Regions from separate parts of the Pan troglodytes genome. Here region 1 is linked to region 2. The links are chromatin contacts, called in public HiChIP or PLAC-seq maps. All regions are on one chromosome and are shown on one strand. Each heading gives the region's core, a stretch centred on a gene start, on an enhancer-like site or on the middle of the called end of the contact. The rest is flanking DNA. Distances are from core to core; before and after follow the strand shown. Region 1 holds the start of CBLN3 (cerebellin 3 precursor). Region 2 holds the start of DHRS1 (dehydrogenase/reductase 1).

Evidence for each region. HiChIP or PLAC-seq counts read pairs in DNA pulled down with a chosen protein or histone mark.
Region 1: a contact with region 2 is called in an H3K4me3 HiChIP or PLAC-seq map of stem cell-derived excitatory neurons, with 4 times the contacts expected there. The contact joins the promoter of CBLN3 here to the promoter of DHRS1 in region 2. A contact is called at or near these places in 1 of 7 Hi-C or Micro-C datasets (stem cell-derived neural progenitor cells) and 1 of 1 datasets of contacts at active chromatin or transcription factors (stem cell-derived excitatory neurons).

The regions. Positions count from the first base shown.
Region 1 is chr15:22,723,216-22,728,936 of NHGRI_mPanTro3-v2.0_pri, reverse strand. CBLN3 (cerebellin 3 precursor) reads left to right here and starts at 2,276. Exons shown (of 4, transcript XM_001170186.8): 1 at 2,276-2,519; 2 at 3,873-4,505; 3 at 4,855-4,974; 4 at 5,212-5,721. The coding sequence starts at 4,206. The coding sequence ends at 5,409. KHNYN (KH and NYN domain containing) reads right to left here and starts at 3,596. Exons shown (of 8, transcript XR_001709055.4): 1 at 3,262-3,596; 2 at 2,327-2,544; 3 at 663-1,810; 4 at 421-551; 5 at 241-337.
Region 2 is chr15:22,591,487-22,597,018 of NHGRI_mPanTro3-v2.0_pri, reverse strand. It overlaps DHRS1 (dehydrogenase/reductase 1), which reads left to right and starts at 1,257. Exons shown (of 9, transcript XM_509871.9): 1 at 1,257-1,508; 2 at 1,955-2,128; 3 at 4,224-4,367; 4 at 4,517-4,596. The coding sequence starts at 1,979. NOP9 (NOP9 nucleolar protein) reads right to left here and starts at 1,272. Exons shown (of 10, transcript XM_522808.8): 1 at 888-1,272; 2 at 237-680. The coding sequence starts at 1,134. It overlaps LOC104001983 (a long non-coding RNA gene), which reads right to left. Exons shown (of 6, transcript XR_010151079.1): 6 at 2,235-2,472.

The sequences.
Region 1 (5,721 bases), core at 1,027-3,526, 130 kb before region 2:
CAAGGTATCATTTTGTTTGATGAATGATGAATAGACAAACATGGTTGTCTACAGTTCATCTCATCACACCTGCAGGGCAGGTTTACCTACCCAATCATAAGGCACACAGAGGAATAACTGGCCCCTTACCCACCACCAAGCCTTAGAAACAGCGTAAACTACCAGGAGCTTTTCTCTCTCCCTCAGTCTTCCACAGGGCTCCTTGAATATCAAGTCTGGGGCCAGGAGAGGAGCAAGTACCTGTCATCATAGGAGGAGATCCTCTTGCCATCCATGACTCGTGAGGGTGTGAGGGAGAGCAGGCTGAGGGAATACAGCTTTTGCAGGAAGTGACTCTCTATTGAAAAAGAACATAATAGGGTTCTCCTCAAGGTGGAAACAGAGCCTATCCTGGGACACTGAAGACCAGGCCCAACTCACCTCTGACTTTGGCATCCTTACTGAAGCGCCACTGAGGCACAAAGACAGTTATGTCACGGTGACCACGGTCCCAGAAGTACTGCACAGCAATGGCAATGCCCCGGCTGGAGAAGTAGTGCTGGAGGCCATGCCTGTAGTGGGAGGGGGTCGGCCAGAGGAGGGGCTTGGCACCCTGGCTACAATGCCAGCCCCTCAGGACATATCCTCCCTCTCCTAGGCCCTTAGCCCCACCAGGTACTCACACCATGGCCACGTTGCTGCCGTCAATGACAATATGGCGGAGGTCTGGCTGGCCAGGCACATTGGCAAGGCACAGGGTGAAAGGATCCTGCAGGGCCTCCTTGAAACGCTGTGTTCCAGTCACCAAGTTGCCCCCTCGGGCGCCTCGTTTCCATTGAGGCCCCCGACCCCGTGCCATGCCCTGCTGCTTGTCTCCCCTGTCCCCCACGTCTCCCCGGTCTCCGCAGTCACCCCGGTCTCCACAGTGCCATGGGGGTTCCGGTGCAGGTGGAGGGCTGGGCACCCTCGGAGGAGAGGCATTCCCATTGTGGAGTCGCTGGAGGAGGGAGGCTCCTCGGGACTGAGCTGCCCTGTGACAGGAGCCATGGGCACCGGGAGGCTCACGGTGGACACAGAACCCTCCTCCTCCCAGAGTTATCTCCTCCTTCCCCAGGGCCTTCCCTTTCAGGGGTGCTGACTCCCTTGCCCCTCCACCCACTGACTGTGGCCTGAGGGCCACTTCTCTCTCCCACGCCTCTTCCCCAGGCAACTCCTTCCACCCCAAATCCATCTCCCTGGGACCACCCTGTTTCCCTCCCTCCTTCTCCACAGCGTAAGTGTCTCCCCTTGCTCCCCTGGAATCTCCGGGTCCCATAGATCCAGTGTCCAGGGACTCCCTGCCGTCACTAGGGGGAGCTCTCACTCCTTGGCACTGAGCACCCAGCAAGGCTGAGCTCCGCCCCTCCCAAGAAGCCAGTGCTCCTGGCCCCTGCCCACTAGACGCCTCCTGCACCAGACTCAGCAGCTCCTCCTGGACAGCCAGGGGCAACTGCAACAGAGCCTCTCTATGGGCATCCCCCGGGGACCGCAGCAGGGCAGAGAAGTCTCTCAGCACTCCAGTACACTGAGAGGCTCCGGAAGATGGTCCTGGCGTGAAGTCCCAGCTCAGCCGCTCTGCCAGCTCTTCTACCCGGCTCTGAGCCATGACAAAGGCTTCAGTCAGGCCACTGATCATCAGTGAGCCTGGCGCCCTGGGCACCAGATGGGCTGACGTGCTCCAGGCCAGGCAGTCAAGGAAGAAGCCCTGGGCTCCCAGAAAGATGCAGTGCAGTTTGGGCGGGTAGTGGATTTCATCCTGCAGTTCTGGGCTGCAGAGGCCTTTCAGGTACTCCTGGTTGGGAGGAAGGGAAGGTCAGGAAAAGTAAACTAACTGGCCCAGATCACCCCTCCTGGCTCCTTGCTCGCTCCTGAGCTCCAGGATGTCTGGAGTATCCACATGATGTTATTCCCATTTTAGAGATAAGGAAACTGAGACTCCCATCACAAAGCTGGTACATGATTGAGCCATCCTGGAACCCCAGCCTAATCCCAAAGGAAGCAATGTGGCCCAGCCTCCCACCCCACAGTGCATTCCTTGGTGGGGCCAACTTGTTCAGCCAGATATCTCTATTCTCCCAAAGAGCACAGAATGATTTTTGCCAGCCTGGGCCATCACAGAAGAAATTAAGCTGAAACTGAAAACAAATATAGAGTTGGAAAGTCCCTCAAAACTCAGGGGCACTGAGGTTGCCAGTGAGACAACCAAGAAGTGGAGATCCTCCCCAGGCCCCTCCTCTTCCCTGCTCTCCTCCGCCCTGGGGGAAAGCGTCCTTGGTGCCTGGAGGGATGGGGGAGAGAAGGCGTTCACCTTGGCTCTGCTGGCGTTTTCCTTGGGGCCCTCCAGCTGCAGCCAGATGTGGGGGTTGTCCGGACAGTCCTTCGGAAGGACGCTCACCCCCACGCTGAAGATGCGCTCCACATGGGGCTGCTGTTCCCGAACCTTGTTCTCAGCCTCCGCAGTCACCGCAAAGCGATCTGGGGACGCGGGGCGGGCCCCCCAGGTAGGCATGGCTGCTGCCCCCAGCCCTGGAAGGGGAGAAGGCAGCTCAGAGCCTCATTGTACCCTCAATCCAAATCCTGGTTCCTGGGACTACACCAGCTATCAACAGGTCGCACCTAGTTAAGGCTCTGGTAAACAGCCCCAGGAGGTGACAAGCATCTGAGTCCACTGGAGGTAGGGAGGGTGTATGTCACGCAGGCCTCTCCGGAGAGGAAGTCCCGGTAAACAAGGCTGTCTATCGAGAGTGGGCGTCTGGGCTTTGGAAAAGGACGACCACAGTCCGGAGCAAGTAGGGTGGGGGGGCTCCAGCTCGGCCTGGAGGCCAGAAGGAGTCTCCTGGGGGACTCTGAAGCTTCTTAAGGACGAATCCTCAGCAGGGGATTGAACTAGGCTGTCCTCTGGGGGCCCTGGTCTGCCATTTCCAAGGTTCAAGCCACTCCCACCCCTCCCCCAGCCGTCCGCTGCCCCTCTCCGTCAGGCCACGAGCGCCGCCCAGGGCCCAGGGGCCGGGCCGGGCCCGCCCACCGCGGACTGGGGCAGCCACCCCGGGCCGGGCCTACTCCGCACTGCGGCTCCCGCTCCCCGCTCCCGGGCGCGGGGGAGGGGCGCGCCTACCGCCTCCGCCGCCCGCGCCGGCTTCGGGTCCTCTCAGCGCCCGCCGGGCCCCCGCTTTGCCCGCGCCCCCAGCCCAGGGGACAAGGGCAGGGGGCCCGAATCTGGGCGGGCCTTCCCGGGTTCCTCACCCAACGGGGACCTCTCTTGTCCACATCGCACGCAAACTGTTTCTTGAGTCACTTCCTGGCCTGGGGCGGAGTCAGCCCAGCTCCTCCCGGCTGCGCGCCCTCCTCCCAACCCCGCCGCCGCACCCAGAAGCCCCGACGGGCCCGCTCGGCCTAGTCCCCTCGGCGGCTCCAGGGCTCGCTCCTTGCGCTTCTCACCAGCCCTCCCGTCTGTCTCCCGGCCCTCAGGGTCCTCGCGCATTCTGCGCAGTTACTTCTCGGAAAGGGGAACCATGCGTTGAAAGTTGTTTCCCGCGAAAAAAGATGTGGCCGACCAAAGAGGCAGCGTGACTGGCCCACTGGTGCTCTAGGCCCAAGCACTTTCCACCAAAGCAATCGTGGCGGAGGGGGTAGGCGGGAGGCGGGAGGCGGGAGGCGGAGAGTACCCCTGGTGGAGTACCCCTTTCTTCCAACAAATGGAAAGATGCCACGAAGAAGGGCTGTTGATTTGTGGGGGATTTTGAAGAGAAGAGGAATAGGAGGAAGGGGTTGAGGGGCTGCCTCTGGCATATGCACACACTCACACATTCTCTCACACCCCTCACACACACATACCATGTTCTCCATCCCCCCAGGTCCAGCCCTCAGTGCTGTCCCATCCAGCAGGGCTGCCCTGAAGCTCTGGCTGCAGCCCTCCCGTCCAGCGGGCAGGCGGCTTCATCCCTCCTTTCTCTCCCAAAGCCCAACTGCTGTCACTGCATGCTCTGCCAAGGAGGAGGGAACTGCAGTGACAGCAGGAGTAAGAGTGGGAGGCAGGACAGAGCTGGGACACAGGTATGGAAAGGGGGTTCAGCAAGCCAAGAGAGGGCAGACGATCAGGGTGCCGGCGGTGAGAATCCAGGGAGAGGAGCGGAAACAGAAGAGGGGCAGAAGACCGGGGCACTTGTGGGTTGCAGAGCCCCTCAGCCATGTTGGGAGCCAAGCCACACTGGCTACCAGGTCCCCTACACAGTCCCGGACTGCCCTTGGTTCTGGTGCTTCTGGCCCTTGGGGCCGGGTGGGCCCAGGAGGGGTCAGAGCCCGTCCTGCTGGAGGGGGAGTGCCTGGTGGTCTGTGAGCCTGGCCGAGCTGCTGCAGGGGGGCCCGGGGGAGCAGCCCTGGGAGAGGCGCCCCCTGGGCGAGTGGCATTTGCTGCGGTCCGAAGCCACCACCATGAGCCAGCAGGGGAAACCGGCAATGGCACCAGTGGGGCCATCTACTTCGACCAGGTAATCCCCCTACCCCTGTCCAGGGGACCTGGAAGGACCCTGCAAGGACCTGGAAGCAACTGTCCAAGCCCACTTTGCTGTCTCTGAGGCTTTAAGAAAACAGCTTCCTACATCTTTCCCTAATCTGGCCTGTTGCCCCACCACCCCACCGACGGTTTCCCCTCCCTCCACCCATACGCAGCTCCCTCCTTGCTCCTTCTCACCATTTCTTTTGAATCTGTTCACTCCTATTCACTCCTACTTGCCACTCCTTCTATTCATTACTCACTGCCCCTGCCCCTAGTCCCCATGGTACCCCTGAGCCATGGGCATTTCCTGAGCCCCACTCAGCAGGCTCTGCTTCCCCCAGGTCCTGGTGAACGAGGGCGGTGGCTTTGACCGGGCCTCTGGCTCCTTCGTAGCCCCTGTCCGGGGTGTCTACAGCTTCCGGTTCCATGTGGTGAAGGTGTACAACCGCCAAACTGTCCAGGTGACCTCAGCACTGGCCCCCATCCCCGGCTCGGGAGGGTGGGGAGGGGGAAGAAGGGGAGCCCAGCTGACCTCCGGGTGGACTCTCCATTGACCTGTGTCCTGGAGGCCAGGACCAGGGGAGGAATGGGCCTGCCTTGCATTGAGTGTGGAGGATGTGCAGAGTCCAATGCTGGCCACCCCTCAGCCCTCCAGGGAGAGCCTGGGGAATGGGGGCTAACTGGGCTCCCCTCCCCAGGTGAGCCTGATGCTGAACACGTGGCCTGTCATCTCAGCCTTTGCCAATGACCCTGACGTGACCCGGGAGGCAGCCACCAGCTCTGTGCTACTGCCCTTGGACCCCGGGGACCGAGTGTCTCTGCGCCTGCGTCGGGGGAATCTACTGGGTGGCTGGAAATACTCAAGTTTCTCTGGCTTCCTCATCTTCCCTCTCTGAGGACCCAAGCCTTTCAAGCACAAGAATCCAGCCCCTGACAACTTTCTTCTGCCCTCTCTTGCCCCAGAAACAGCAGAGGCAGGAGAGAGACTCCCTCTGGCTGCCTATCCCACCTCTTTGCATGGGACCCTGTGCCAAACACCCAAGTTTAAGAGAAGAGTAGAGCTGTGGCATCTCCAGACCAGGCCTTTCCACCCACCCACCCCCAGTTACCCTCCCAGCCACCTGCTGCATCTGTTCCTGCCTGCAGCCCTAGGATCAGGGCAAGGTTTGGCAAGAAGGAAGATCTGCACTACTTTGCGGCCTCTGCTC
Region 2 (5,532 bases), core at 8-2,507:
TTCTCCTCCTGCGTCCATTCTAATAGCCTTCCCCAAACACAACTGTACATCCCTACCTCTGGGCCTCCGCACACACTAATCTTTGGCTTGCTAAGCCCTGTTCAGATTAGGACAGGTCAAGCTAATTCTTCCAGGTCAAGCTCCCCCATGAAGACTTACTCTTCTGTTTACTGTCTCATTCTGAACTTTCTAAATTCTTCTTCCCCCTAGGTCCACTTTCCTCTTGTAATACTTACCAGATGATTGGGAACCACGGGGCCTGGCTCTCTCAGACTCCAGAATAGTCCCTCCTAACACCTGAAGCAGAGTTCTGACCACGAAGCTGCCATGTGTGTCTCCACAGTAGACAAGAAAATCATCACACACCTCAGCGGCTAGTCCCAGGACCAGCTCCTCCAGGGTCTCCGTGGGACCATCCTTTCCATCCTCCTCCTCCTCCTCCTCCGCAGCACTCCCCAGCAATCGAGGGAGCTGTAGCAAAGCACTTTGTAATACATGGACCCCGCATCGGTGACAGGCCACAGTGCGCAAGTTAGAGCGCAGAGCAGCCCATACGCGACAAAGCGGTTTCAAGGGACTGAATCCCAACAGTTCCTGCAGCATCTCACTGCCAGCCCTGTTCGTGGACAAAGCTAGGGCCTGAGTCTCTACTTCCTTCATAATATTGTGCACCATCAGATCTGGAAAAGTGAAGAAAGACACACTTTGAAGAGACTTAGTAGAGAATACAGTTATGTACCCTCGCTTAACCAAGGGTCGTGGGTCGGAGGCCGAGGAAGAGGACATGGGAAATGAAACTAAGTCCCCACGCCCTGCCGACCCTAGAAAGTTTCCTTGCCTGCCCTGGATTTGATGCTCTTGGTCTAAACCCCGAAGTTGCTGCCTACCTCGTTCTTCCCCAGTCTCGGGAGCCTCTTTCAATGCTGACAGCGCCCGGCGGAAATATCCCAGAGCTTCCGGGCTCAGGTGCGGGTGCGAATCTGGAGCCGGCTCCGAGCGCCCATCCGGAGGCGGCCAGGGTTGCCGCTTACGGCCTGGTAAGGGGCGCCCCGACCCCTTGGCCCCGCGCCCCCGTTTGCCACCAGCTGGGAACCGGCGCCCCACCTTGTGTGGAGAGCGCGGACCCTGCCCCATGTGTGCTTCGCGACCTGTCCGGCTGCAAAAGCTTCCTTAACTGCGGACGGACCTTCGACGTCGCCAAGCGTGCGCCTTACCCAGACAAAGTTTAGAAACCCGGGCGCGCTCCTGACGCACCTACTACGTCATAGTTCCGCGCCGCCCCAGCCGGGCGGGGTGGGTGTGTCACCCAGATCGCTCCGCCCCCATCCGCAGGTTCTAACTTTGGCCCGGGACTCTGCCCCTCGACCTCAGCACAGAATCGCCCCGGGTCCTACTACAGAATCAATCCTTGAACACTGCCTCCACGTCGCCGGCTCAATCTGGGCCAGAACCCAGACTTCCACCGCAGCCCCGCAATCTGCAGACCTCAGCGGCAGCGCAGGTGGCAGGTAAGCGGCACACGCTCGTCCCACTTAGGGCTTAGGATCTCCAGGCTTCGCGCTCATCCCCGGCCCGGAAGCTGCGCCTCTGGCTCAGCCGGACTGAGTCAGGCCAGGGACCGGAGCTTCAGATAGCCCAGGACTCTGCGTGGACGCGCCCCGAGGGGCTGCCGCGCCAGATTCCCCCATCCAGGCAGCCACACTCAGAGGGTCGTAGTAGTTGTTCACCTCTGGACAGTCCCACTCAGCCCCTTCTTCACTCTCTGGGCCTCCCAAAAGACAGCCTTGTCCTCAGGCCCGCACCCAGTTGTCAGCCTCTGACTCCTCTCCCCTCAAAGGATTCTTACCTTGGCTCCTCCTCTTAGCCCTAGTGAGGTTCCCCCCTACCCCCCAACCTCGCCCCAGCACACACACAGTCTCCAGGCTTCCCTCAGAGTAAGTCTTTGCTTCCACAGACCTTCCTCCTTTGCCTGTGAGTCATGGCAGCTCCCATGAATGGCCAAGTGTGTGTGGTGACTGGTGCCTCCAGGGGTATTGGCCGTGGCATTGCCTTGCAGCTCTGCAAAGCAGGCGCCACAGTTTACATCACTGGCCGCCATCTGGACACCCTTCGCGTTGTTGCTCAGGAGGTGAGTGCTTCCTCTGGGACCACAGTTGCAGAAACCACCCGAGAGAGCCCTTCCACTTAACAGCTCCCTTTCCTAATCCCTTACCTGAAACTATAATACTACTCAACAAGATGTGAATATTTATTCAAAGTGGAAATTAAAAACCCCGTAAATAACTTCAGGTAAGGTAGAATTTTGCCGCCAAGTGAGTTTTATGAAAAAACTTTGTGTTTGAGCCAGCCATGGTGGCACGTTCCTGCAGTCCCAGCAGCTACTCCGGAGGCTGAGGCAGGAGAATCGCTTGAGCCTAGGAGTTGAGCCATGATCACACCACTGCACTCCAGTCTAGACGACACAGGGAGACACTGTATTAAAAAAAAAAAGAAAGAAAAGAAAAGAAAAGAAAGAAAAGTAAAAAACTTTTTGTTTGAGAGCAGAGATTTTGGAATTGCAACTAAAGGGTTGTGGACCTGTGCTTTCCTCTATTTCAGGCAAGACTTTATTGAACTGCACATTTTTTACTTATTTACTAGACTTCAGTTAAATCAATATTTGAGTATCCATGATTTGCTAGGCATTGGTAAACCACTGAAGTTACCAAGACTAATAAAATCTAATTTCTGCTCTTCAGAGATTCAGTCCATGGTGGAGTACAGTGGCTCATGCCTGTAGTCCCAGCACTTTGGGTGGCCAAGGCAGCAAGATCACTTGAGGCCAGCAGTTGGAGACCAGTCTGGGCAACATAGCTAGACCCAGTCTCTACAAAAAATATTTTTTAAATAATTAGCTAGGCACGGTGGCCTGCACCTGTAGTACCATCTACTTGGGAGGCTGAGGCAGGAGGATCGTTTGAGCCCAGGAGTTCGAGGTTGCAGTGAGCTATGATTGCACCACTGCACTCCAGCCTGGTGACAGTGAGACCCTGTCTCTAAAAAAAAAAATTAAAATTAAAAATGAAGATAGATTCCAACAGGAAGTCAGGTACAGAAAGCAGTCACTTCAATGTAATGTGAATATGGTAAATTATAAGAGGGAGATATGCACAGAATACTCTAGGGGTGTTGGGGAGCATCCAGATGACATAGGAGAGTGGCTAGGGAAAGTGGTTTGGGAAAGCGTCCTGGAGGAGGTAGGTGGTTCTTGAACTGAGTTTTGAAAGGTAAGAATTAGGTAAAGGAAGTTAGGAAAAGCATTCCAGCAGAGGGAGCTCCATAAGCATAGGGACGCTGTGTGAAAGAGTAGATGTGTGAGATAATGCAAGGGAAGAGTAGTGAGTGAGACGCTGGAGAGGAAAGAGTGGGTCTTGGAAGACCCTAATAGAGAACTCAGGCTTCATTCTCTAAGAGATGGAGATCCAGTTAGGAGATTTTGAACAGGGTTTGTGTTTTAGATAGGTCATACTGGCTGGATTATGAAGAATTAATTTAAGGCAGACAGACTGGAGGTCAGGTGGGTCGTTGGGAGGCATTGCAGTAGTTCAGGCAAGGCGGGTAATAGGCGGGGACCCAGAGCATAAATTTGGAGAATAGGAGGATTGTTCTTAGATAAGGGACTCTTCTTCCTCTGAAGTTGGAGGTTTGTGGGCATTTGTAGAGAGTGAGACAGACCAGGAAGTAGAAATCATTCATGGCTGATAGCTTTGGTTTTTTTCAGTTACCAAGCAGGAGCATTGGTGGAGTGAGGGTAAGACAGCTGGGACTGAGTAGAGGTTTTAGGTGAGTAGTATAGGGTGGGAGCTAAGGGCATGAGAGATGGAAATGACCACAACAAGGAAAAGGATGCTTACTCATTTCTCAAGAACAGACTCCATGCCTCACTTGTTCTTACCCTCTACTTGCAAAGTACAATGCTGTGCACATGGTGGGCCTCAGTAAATGTTTGTAGATTATTAAAACTTACATGGCAATTCACCTTGCTCTGTGGTGGCGAGGCCTATCATTCCTGAAACTACTCAAACAGACACCAGAGGGCAGCGTTGCCTGCCATGTTGCCTCTGCAGCAGGCTCTCCTAGGATTGATTGTCTTCTCAGTTCTCAAGCCCACTTTTGGTTGGGGAGTTTTGTCATGACTCACACCCATGTGTGAATGTGAGCTCATATCCCCTGTCCTACTCCAGGCACAATCCCTCGGGGGCCGATGTGTGCCTGTGGTGTGCGATTCAAGCCAGGAGAGTGAAGTGCGAAGCCTGTTTGAGCAAGTGGATCGGGAACAGCAAGGGCGTCTAGATGTGCTGGTCAACAACGCTTATGCAGGGGTCCAGGTACCCTTTGAACTTTGTTCCCAACTCCACATTTCTGACCTCCCCCTCAGACCCCTGCATCTTCATCCCCACTCATTGTCCCTTCCATTACCCAGCCCCTCACACCTCCCTACCTTCAGATCATTCATCACCCTCCCTGTGCCTTCCAGACGATCCTGAACACCAGGAATAAGGCATTCTGGGAAACCCCTGCCTCCATGTGGGATGATATCAACAACGTCGGACTCAGGTGGGTGCTCCACTGCCAGGACCCATGTTCCCTCACTCACTTAGCCAACTCGACGGCCAGGCCTTTCCTTACATGCCCTCTCCTTTTCCCTCTGGCCTCCCCCATCTCTTTCTTCTCCCTTCCATTCCATTTGTCCCACTTACCTCTGGAGAAGTTCCATCCAGGTGAGTCTGTACCTGAGAATGTCAACTCTGTCAGTAATTTTCATTGGAACAAGCCCTTGGCCTCTCTCCTGCCTCACTCTCTGCCCATCCAAATGCAAGACCCAGAAGGGAGGAAGCCTCCTCCTCTCAGTAATGCGCACAGCCTGTAGTCTATACTTTCAAAATGGTTAGAGGGAGAAATTGTTTTATTTTAGACTGGGAGAAGCTTAAGAAGAAGGAGCGAACACCAATGCTGTTTAGTCTCCACATCCTCACTCCACACCCACAGGCAAGGGCACTGCCGGGTCAGAGTTGGGAGAGCAGGTATATCACTGGGTCACACAGGGTCATTTAGCCCAGGAGTGAGATGAAACACAGCATTTAGAATTCGCCTAGCATAATGCACACCAGTTATGCCTCTGTTACTGTTGGAATGATGTTACACTCTCATATAATCAAGTCATGCCTGATGGATGTGATCAGTCACCTGTGGGAGTAACCACGAGATTATCAGCAAATCTGTGACTAAAGCATGTAAGAACACCCACCGCTCCAATTTTGGTACTCTGGTAACAATCCCAAGGAAGCAGGATTAGAATGCAATTGTGATTTCCAAAGTGGAAGGAAGATCATTAGGACAGAGGAGGATGGTGAGGCCAAAGGCAAGAAAGGGACACCTTAAGAGCTGGAAATTGGCCAGTGTTCATGACCATAGCCTCCAAAGAGAGGTGCCTTCCACACCCTCATCTCTTGCTGGCCAGGGTTTTGACCCTGAAGCAGAGATTCAAGGCAG